Linked DNA regions of Hordeum vulgare: all the other regions are linked to region 1. Evidence: chromatin contacts called from public Hi-C data. All regions are on one chromosome and are shown on one strand. The core of a region is the stretch at or near the end of the contact, and the rest is flanking DNA. Distances in the headings are between cores, read along the strand shown.

What was found. A called contact is a pair of places that touch in the nucleus more often than the background predicts.
Region 2: a contact with region 1 is called in a Hi-C map of leaf, with 10 times the contacts expected there. The contact joins two enhancer-like sites. A contact is called at or near these places in 2 of 6 Hi-C or Micro-C datasets (leaf and seedling).
Region 3: a Hi-C map of leaf shows a contact between it and region 1, with 2.6 times the contacts expected there. The contact joins the promoter of LOC123425556 here to the enhancer-like site in region 1. A contact is called at or near these places in 2 of 6 Hi-C or Micro-C datasets (leaf and seedling).

Annotation. Positions count from the first base shown.
Region 1 is chr2H:138,605,553-138,608,940 of MorexV3_pseudomolecules_assembly, forward strand. No RefSeq gene overlaps it. Among protein-coding and RNA genes, the nearest start is that of LOC123425561, 37 kb to the right of the region's middle. Within about 2 kb of position 2,084, at least 2 of the 3 cell types and tissues checked have open chromatin away from gene starts, as enhancers often do. A contact at or near this core is called in leaf, where this site is marked.
Region 2 is chr2H:139,121,675-139,125,039 of MorexV3_pseudomolecules_assembly, forward strand. No RefSeq gene overlaps it. Among protein-coding and RNA genes, the nearest start is that of LOC123429799, 56 kb to the right of the region's middle. Within about 2 kb of position 1,562, at least 3 of the 3 cell types and tissues checked have open chromatin away from gene starts, as enhancers often do. A contact at or near this core is called in leaf, where this site is marked.
Region 3 is chr2H:138,034,951-138,038,612 of MorexV3_pseudomolecules_assembly, forward strand. It overlaps LOC123425556 (putative polyol transporter 1), which reads left to right and starts at 2,381. Exons shown (of 2, transcript XM_045109248.1): 1 at 2,381-2,716; 2 at 2,816-3,662. The coding sequence starts at 2,605.

The DNA.
Region 1 (3,388 bases), core at 834-3,333:
GCCTCTCGTGTACGCAAAACCATGCCTCTCGAGAAAAAAAAACACATGTTTTTTTCGTTTTCAAGAGGCACGGGCATGCCTCTCGTGGAAGCAAATCCGTACCTCTCATGCAAGAAAATAGTGCTTTTCTAGGAAAAACAAGCGGTTTTTCGTACACATTGTTTTCCATCCAAAAGCTAAAAAGCCAGATGGAAAACCGGATCACCAAAAAAACCTAAAAAACCATCTAAAAAACAAAAACACGTGCGAAAAATAATAAAAAACATGAAAGAAACGCTCAAGATGCGACACATAACAACGGTTAAGAACGCGTCAAGTGACGGCGCGTGGGAGTGATTGTAAGGACCCTTTCAAAAAAACGTTCGCCAACTAGTTATTCCCATCTTTCTCATCCAGGTCTATCTTTGTTATAGGCCGAGCCGAATAATGAGAGCCCAGTAGAACCTGCAATACTTTTCTGTTTAACAAATGAGCCAGCAATCAATGGGCTAGCTGGCTGAAACACAAAGCTGCCTATTGGATTCCCTTCAAAAAACAGCACATCGGATTTTCTTGTGAAATTAAATCAAAAGTGCTTCCTTTAACATCTCCAGGCTTGGAACTTGACATTTCATGTGAAGTATGATTGTGCGAGAGTTCACTCAAACTTGAAAACGGAAACGGAAGGAGCCCTGAATCAAAGCATGGAGATATATGATCTGTTATGGTCGGCGGATTAACTTATTTCTGTTGGAGTCTTTGGTGCATAAAATATCTGGATTGACATCTTGTAATTGTATGTCTCAACACGGCGGAGTACTTTTATTGTTTTAGTGTCTGCATATGGATCATTAATTGTTCCAGTGGTGATGTCTGTGTAGTGACATGCATCATCAGTCTTACACCCCCTATATTATTGAGGGCTAGTAGTGTGTAACGCAACCGCATGCACCTGCCTTTGCAAATTAGAGAAGGGCGATGCTCTGCGCCCGCGCGTCCGGGCCGCCTGATCCGTCAGCTGTAGACGGGCCGTGTCGTTAGATCTTCATGCAATATTTTTTCTCGATGCAGCAAATTTCGACGCGATGCAGTAACTTTCGTCAACGGTTGTAAAAAAAAAATTATAGCAAAAAAATATCTACGTGATCATAGCAAAAAAAATGAAGCTGATGATGCGTAGTAGCAAAAGTTAAACATCGGTTGTAGCAAATATCTACGTGAACGTGTATGTAACTTTTTTAGTGAACGGTTGCAACAAAAAATGATGCCGGTTGTAGTAAAAATTAACACGGTTGTAGCAAAAGTTAAAACGCCGGTTGTAGCAAAAATTCAACGAACTCGAGTTGCAACCAACCGTGGATGCAGCTTTTTAAATGAATAAAATATAGCAAAATGACAAACGTTTGAAGCAAATTCACACATGGTTACAGCAAATCTGACAAAAAAAAATGTTACATGCACCTGGTCAGCGAGGCGCGCGACGCGTCGGATGAAAGCGGTAACCATCCAAAATGAGTATTTTCTTTCTTTCTGTACAAGGGCATTAGATCCCCTGTTCCACTCCATGTTAACCGAAGGATCCTTTGCTTGTGGACAAGGAACTGGGGAGATGGAATCATATCTTTTTACCCGGCGTTTTATCCCCATCACCAAAGGTGCCGATGCAACGTTGACAAAACATCGAAGTGATCTGGATCACGATCGCATCATGAACGGAGTAAGAGTCAATTATTACTCGTGTGTGGTGGCGCATCACGCACGACGGGGACCCTAATAGGCGCTAGCTGGTCGTCCGTCTTGTTCAGCAAATCCGAATTTACATGGATCGATCCCTAGCTACAAAGTCCTGGACAAACGTACGGTGGGAATGAGCCTGCGAATTTCCATGTGCGTGGAGTAGTTGATCGAAATGTCCCATGCCCATCGAATTTATTGGCACAACGCTAGTAGGTCACATATATTCATTTGTAATAGAAAAATATCGATCTATCCGCATGAATCTCGTAAGCCTGCTGACCTCATATGGCCTCGCCCTGCTGACCCACGCCAGTGTACTACGCATGCAGCTTCTCGTACACTGCACATGGAGATGGAAGTGCCATTTGAGAAGATGCAAAGCAGTGCATGTGCGTGTGGGAATGTCCGTGCGTGTGTGCCACTGTTTTCGCTCCACCATACCAAGCCGTGCTTCCATCCGAGGAAGGTTCGGCCTGAGTGGGGGAGTGAGAGATCGACAGTTGATCAACTCGCGCGAGCTGAGCTGAGCATCTATCTATCTGATGCGTTGTGTTGGATGTGGCGTGCATGCTTTTGACAAGTCAGTCGCCATGGGCGGACGGCGCAGTGGGCCGGGGATCTCCTGTTGGTCCGGCAAGCCGTCGACACCGCGCACGTGCTGAAAGAAGAAAAAGGTCCGGCAAGCCGTCGGAATCATATTCTTGGGATAGATAGATAGATAGATAGGTCCGTGGGAAAGAAAGAAGAGAAAAAGGCTCGGTTTGGTTCATCTCATCACCTGAGCGGAATGTCGTCACGTGCTGAATGCAGCAGGAGCCGCAGGCCGGGCCACCCGGGCTACCACTTTGGCTAGCACAGGGGGAGGCGTCTGGACCGACCGACGGGTCGATCAGCTGTCGCGCGCCGATACGAGCGCCGGCCCGAGAGATTCAAGATGCCGCGCGAGATGCCGGGAGAATCGGCCGCGTCGAGGGAGCCCGGGCTCGACACTTGCCACCATGGCCCCCCCATGGCCGCCCGGTGCGCGCCTAGCCTCCTAGGACGTACTACGACGGCTTGCGGGAGCAGGCTTTCGCCCCCGCTGCTTTGTGTCTCGTCCGTCGCCTAGGGAGAACCCCCCGGCCGGGTGGTTCATGATGGGCGCTACAGTCGGGCCGGCGTACGCCGACTGAGGTGGCGGTCTCAGCCGAACTGGGTTGCCCAATGGCGAGGAGCAGGCGGTACCGCAGTACCATTCCGGCCGCCCTTTGCACTCTCCTCGCGCGCCCGGCGTGCCCGTCTTTCGGCCGTGCCGTGCGTGCGCGATTGCGGCGGTTTACCACCGTCAAGCGCGCACCGCCGGGATTGATTGCCCAACGACGACAGCAATATAAGTACATGACGATGTGACGGTGAGGGTCTGTGTGCGCTGCTGCTAGTGAGTGGGGGGTGACGATGCGTACATGTACCACGTGTGTCTTCGCGCGCGCTACAACCAACGGCCGGCGGTATGTATGGTGGATGCATGTGAGTCACCTCGACGGTACGATTCAGAGTTGCATGTGAATCCCAAAAAAAAACCTAGTAGTTATGTTCCACAGTCTACTCCATATCCAGACGAGTCCGAATGCGCTACGACCGGCTTACGGAGACCCAAAGGTCTTGGTATTTAGATCGTTTGGGGAGAACATGT
Region 2 (3,365 bases), core at 312-2,811, 520 kb after region 1:
GTTTTTGCAACATGACTAATGTTGTAGAATTTTTTCAACGGAAAAATGATGTCATCTGCGGTGTGAATCAAAAAATTCTATACCAGAGACAGTGTTGCGGATGGTCTTGTGCAACAATGCCCTTGTTGCGACAAATTATAAATAATAGAGGCGGGAGACGAGGTCGTAGCAGAGCTCGGATATGCCCGATGGAGCGACGGCCATGGCTACAAGCGGACATAGGGGATGGGGAGCGGAGCAGTCGGAATTGAAAATGAGGAAAGAAGGACTTGCGACTTAAGGGATGACTTGCAGCTGCAGCTCCAGCGAGGCGACGACAGCAACGCTTGCAGCACCATGGCGACGATGTTGGGCTGCAAAAGTTGCCCCTCTCACACGAGTGACGCGGAGGACGGATCTCGACGAGGGATCCACGATGACCTGACCTTCGACCTGCTCGCCATCGGCAGCGGCGCATGTGCATCGGGTGTGTGCAGTTGTGGCGATCGGCTGCCACCACTGGTCCCAATCTGTAGCATAAAATGAGATATGCGAGAAAGAGAGAGAAGTACGGCTGGAGTTGTTACAACAGTGGAGATGTGAAAGCGCCCACAGGGCACGTGTCGATCGTGGGAGGCGGCGGAGAAAACTGTGCGATCCGATGGGTGATGGCCATCATTTCCCCGATTTTTTTGTGAAATCATAAAAAAATATAATTTTCAAAAATGTTATTTAAACCATAGATTTTCTCAGATTCTAAACATGTCTATGATATTGAAAAAAATGTTCCGGAAATAAGAAGAATGTATGTGCATTAAAACATATCAGTGAATTTGAATAAATGTTCACGTAATTGATTTTCTTCATGAGTTGTGAAAAATGTCCACAAAATTCAATAGTTTTTGCCAAATACAAAAATTCTTCTCAAAATTCAAAATAACTGGGTTGATTAAAAAATCATGTGAAAGGTAGTCGCGAATTTAAAAAATTGTTCCCATTACAAACATAAGGTTTGAAAAGTAAAAAATTGGTCGCCGATTTAAAAACTGTTCATGAGTTTAAAATATTCAAAAATTAAAATAATGCTCGAAAAATTCCAAATTTAAAAATATTAACTAAGTTGTAAAACTGGTTCAAAGGTTCAACAAATGCTTATGATTTGAAAAAACTGTTCATCCATTCCAAAACAATTCAGGATTTCAAAAAATATTCAAGATTGTCCAAAACAATATCCAGAATTGTGATATGTTTAAGATTTCAAAAATGTTCACAAATTTACAAAATATTCGAAAATGAAATATAAAGGAAAATGGAAATATTGCAGGAAATAAAAACTAACATGAATTACAGAAAAAGAAAGAAAACTTAAAAAGGAAAAATGACAAGAAAAAATAAAAATATAAAAGAAAGAAAATCCAGGAAAAAGGGGTGCCAGAAGGTTCCCAAAACAGACTGTGCTGGCCCAGAGGCTGCATAGGATCGGGAGTGGCTACGTTTGTTGGTCGCGGCGGCTCCTATTCGTGGGAGGTCCTATCTGCCACTCTCTGCGGCAAAAAGACCGCACAGCCAGGAGGATAACCTCATGGGCCGGCCCAAGTTAGCGACCAGCAGCGAATCTGGAGACCACAAAAAAAGTCGAGTTATATAGGGACAGAATGCTCCTAGGCCGGCCCAGCTTATAATCATTAATTTTCTATTTCTTTCAAATTCCATAACATAATTTAAATTATCAGAAATTATATAAAATACAAAATGTTTAGTAAAAATATCAGAATATTTTTAAAAATTCCAAAACAGTTTAATAAAATTGCGGAACATATTTTAGATTGCCGAACATTTTTTCAAATCTTGAACATTGGTTCAAATTTTGGAACATTATTAAAAACTCCTGAACATTTTTGAAATTTTGGAACATTTTTAAAATTTCGGAACAATTTCACATTCTGAAACATTTCTTCAAATTCCGGAACACTTTTTCAAATTCCGGATCATTTTTAAAATTTTGGAACATTTATTTAAATATCGGAATATTTTTTTTGAAAAGTCTGAAACATTTTAGTAAAAATATCAGAACATTTTTTCAATTGCGGTACATTTTTTCGAATTATGGAACATTCTTTAAATTCTAGAGAATTTTTCTAAATTCTAAAACATTTTAAAAAAAATTGGAAAAAAAATTCAAATTTCGGAAAAAAAAATCAAATTCCGACACATTTTTTGAAAATATAGAACTTTTTAAAAGAGAAACACAAAAAAAAAGAAAAAAGACGAAATAAAACAAGAAAAAATCAGGTTCAGGGAATCTCCTAGAAAGTTCCCGAAATCGAAAAAAATGGTTGAAAACCTCTAGAAAGTTTCCAAAACCGGAGGTGTTGGCATATAAATGTGCTGGCTCATTCCCAAACGCTAGCTGGGTGCTTGTGCGAAACCCCGACAGGACGATGCAGAGAGCGTCAAATAGGGATTTCCCCTATTCATCGGCACGAGGGCGATATCACGCCATCAAAAGAAAGGGAGAAGTAAAAAAAAAAAAAAGCAAGCAAAAACAGGAAACTAGGCCGTCAGTTACAATCAGATTCTTGTAAAAGAGCCGTTATTTCACCGATTTTTGCTAGTTTCTTTCACTATATTCACAGTTTTTTTCACTTCAATTATATTTGTATCTTTCACGTTTTTCATTTGTTTGCCATGTTTTCTGTCGTATTTCACGAGCTTTCTATGCATATTTTGTCATATATTTGAAATTGTTCAGTAATATTTTCAATATACCAAATTAATATTTTTAATATCAACAATTAAAATTTCTTCCAAACGCTTTATTAAAATTACGAATACAAGATAAACAGTTTTTAATACATGGTTGACAATATTTAACATCTTTCAAATATCATTTAACATTTTTTAACAGATGGTCAACATTTTTCCTATATACATTTATAAATTTGGATTTAACATACCTAATTACAAATTTCATGATGTACAAAATTACTATTTTTTAATACACGTTCTACATTTTTGTATATGAAATGTCTGATTAACTTTTTTAATGCTTGGTCAATTGTTTTCTACATACATTTAATATACTTAAATACTTGGTTATCAATTCCTTTATTTACATTTAACAACTTTTAAATATTTTATTAACATTTTTAAAGTCATGATTAACCTTTTTTTAATGCATGATCAATATTTTTGCTATAAACATTTGAAATTATCAAATGCTTAATTTAAAATTTAAAATTTTCTGATTAATATATTTTTCCAAATGCTTGATTAACTCTTTTGATATATATATTATCATATTCATTTTACATGCATTCGGCGCCTAAGTCATATCTTTTTCCCTTTATATACTTTCTCCAGTTTGCGGGAAGCCCCCGATTTTG
Region 3 (3,662 bases), core at 1,131-3,630, 570 kb before region 1:
AAAATAAATTTATTTGCGATGGCATTTGAGGGTAACATTTGATGTTCAATTTGTCTTTTTTGCACAGGCCCAACTGCTTAACCCTTTTGTCTAAAAATTTGTAGATAGCACTTGGGTGTGACAATGAATACATAGATTTTTGTTCGACTTCTTTTATAAATTTTAAAAATAATTTTTTCACACAGGAGCACGTGCACCTGTGTGCCAAAAAAATGACGCTTTATTTTAACAGAAATTGGTGATAGATCACTTCTATTATATAAAAAAGGTGTTTTAGCCCGTCCAACTTGCAAATTTGTATTATTATGTTGTAAGTTGCAATCTGTAGCATGCAGTTTATGCAAGTTTTAGTGGGCTGTTCTGTTTGGTATGCATGCTGGATTTGAATGGGCTGTTAGGCCGACTCTGTTAGGTATGCATGCTGGATATGAATGGACTGTTAGGCCGACTTCGACGTGCGGCCGCATTTTTTCTGTCCATGTGTGTTTAAATCAAAATAAACACAAAACGTCGTTTTCGGGACCTTCTATGTGACGCTCGCTGCGTCCAACAACAGCGAGCCGCATGGGACGAACGAACCCGGGCCGACCCATTAAGCTGTATCATGTTGCCGCGTCCAACGGTGATCTCGGCCGGCCCGTTAACATGTTCCAGCGTTTGCAATTTGGGGAACTTTCTAGATTTTTCTATCTGGTTTTTCAGGTTTTGGGGATGTTATAAAAGGTTCCCCGAACCGGTTTTTCTATTTCTTTTTAGTTTTTGGATTTTATTATATTTTTTCAAGTTTTGGAATATTTTTTCAAAGTTCAGAACATTTTTACAAATTCCGGAACATATTCTCAAATCCCGGAACATTGTTTCAAATTTTTTTACATTTTTATAAAATCCCAGAATACTTTTGCAAATTATTTAACATCTTTACAAATTCGATAACATTTTTTCAAATTCTGAAACATTTTTTAGAATTTCAGAACTGAAACATTTTATAAAGATCTAGAACGTTTTGAAAGAGAAACAGAAAAAATGAAACATAAAAGAATAAAAAAAATAAGACAAAAAAATAAAAACCTGTTTAGGGAAGAAGTTTTCCAAAACCAAGAAAACAGTCTAGGAAACTCTAAAAGTTCCCAAAAACGGAATCAATGAAAGTGTTAACGGGTCGGTCCAAACCCTATGGTTGGCTAATAGCTCCTGTGCGAAGCCTCGACAACTGCCCCGGAATGCAGCTGATAGGATTTTCCGTCGTTTTCTGCCCGTCAGCGAACCATTTCAAGTGAGCGGGCTCCTAGCTGTTGTAGTAAGACAATCTTATCCGCAGCCAGAATCCAAAGTCAGCAGCCAGCAAGTTAGCCTGCGTAACCGACCAGACCAGAAACGTAAGGTTTGAGCGCGCGTGCGGCAGTAAACATCAAAATGATCCAGACAATCAAGGAAACAGCGACAAGCAGATACACCATTATTAGCAATCCAAGTTTCAACGTGGTGACAGGTTGGGTGGACATCCGGGCTGCTTGGCCATACCACAGCGGACAAGAGCGCAGCGAGACGTATCCAAGCATGCTGCGGCGAGGTCGGAGATGACTGCACGTCTCCACGCGATCCCGGGTGAAGATGCACCGCATGATAATTATCTACAGAAATTCATGAACAGTACCGATCTACCCAGTACTAGCCCCTAACATCCCTTCTTCGTTTTATACACATACTTTACTGTAGCTTTGTGACTTCACTTGTGCATGTTAGGGTGTGTTTGGTTTGAGGACCGAAAGTCATGAAATGTCATGGTTCCATCCCAAAGTCATGGGTTGGTTTCATCCTTGTGTTCAGTTGATGATAAAAAATGTCATGGGTTGGTTCCGTCCCGGTGTTTAGTTGGAGAGATGAAATGAGAAGAATCTGAGGCTACTCACCTCTTCGATATGAATGATGAGATTACATATCTAAACAAATAGAGTTATTTGCATTTGACAAGCCTATAATTTAAATTTTTAACAACATTTTCTTTCTATTTTCAACACATGCAAATAAAAATACATGATCCTCAGTACATACCAAATATTTACGAAAAATAATCACGAAAATGAAAAATAACCACGAAAAAAATAATCATGAAAACGAGAAAAAATAACCACGAAAACTTTTGTTCGGGTGCGGGGGTGAGCGCGGTGAGAATTGCTTGGTTATTTTCTTTTTTTCTTTGCTTTCTCAGACGAATAACGAGTCGATTCCTCAAAATCATCTGAAGGGAATATTCCCTGCATGCGGATGATCCAATTCCGATTCCTAACCCAACTAAACAGGTTGTTAGGGATGGAACCAATCTGTTCGATTCCACCTCATCCTAAAACCAAACACATCTCAGAGGATCCGGCTCCGTAACTTAACTGGGCAAGCGGCTTGTTTGACCCATCACCCATGGCGGGTGCACCCATACTATAAGAGCATAATAATCGGTGTCTATATAAGCGGTCCATATAATACTGCGCGACACAACACGGCAGTTCACTCATCACTAGGCTGTCAGGGTGTTCATCGTTCGATCAGTTCGTCCTAATAAGCGGATGAAAAAGAGAAGGAGCAGAGGACAAGGAAGAAGGATCGAGGATGGCTTCAGCTGCGCTTCCCCAGGCCGTCCAGCCAAGGAAAAAAAGCAATTTTAAGTACGCCTTCACCTGCGCCCTCTGCGCTTCCATGGCCACCATCGTCCTCGGCTACGGTACACACATACTCCTATGTTTCCTTCCCGTATGTCAGATAGATCGAGTACGCATCTTCTTCTTCCATGGCTATGCATAATTCTCTTCCGACCGCCCAGACGTCGGGGTGATGAGCGGGGCGTCGCTGTACATCAAGAGGGACCTGCAGATCACGGACGTGCAGCTGGAGATCATGATGGGCATCCTGAGCGTGTACGCGCTCATAGGGTCCTTCCTCGGCGCGAGGACGTCCGACTGGGTCGGCCGCCGCGTCACCGTCGTGTTCGCGGCCGCCATCTTCTTCACCGGCTCCTTGCTCATGGGCTTCGCGGTCAACTACGCCATGCTCATGGTCGGCCGCTTCGTCACCGGCATCGGCGTGGGCTACGCCATCATGGTGGCGCCCGTGTACACGGCCGAGGTGTCCCCGGCGTCGGCCCGCGGGTTCCTCACGTCTTTCACCGAGGTGTTCATCAATGTGGGCATCCTCCTTGGCTACGTGTCCAACTACGCGTTCGCGCGCCTCCCGCTCCACCTCAGCTGGCGCGTCATGCTCGGCATCGGCGCCGTCCCGTCTGCACTGCTCGCGCTCATGGTCTTCGGCATGCCGGAGTCGCCCCGCTGGCTCGTCATGAAAGGCCGCCTAGCGGACGCCAGGGCCGTGCTGGACAAGACCTCCGACACGCCGGAGGAGGCTGTGGAGCGCCTTGACCAAATCAAGGCTGCCGCCGGCATCCCCAAGGACCTTGACGGCGACGTGGTCACCATGCCCAAGAGAAAAGGCGGCGAGGAGAAGCAGGTGTGGAAGGAGCTTATCTTTTCACCGAACCCAGCCATGCGGCGCATACTTCTCGCGGCGCTCGGCATCCATTTCTTCCAGCAGGCGACGGGCTCCGACTCGGTGGTGCTCTACAGCCCACGCGTGTTCAAGAGCGCCGGCATCACCGGCGACAACCGCCTGCTCGG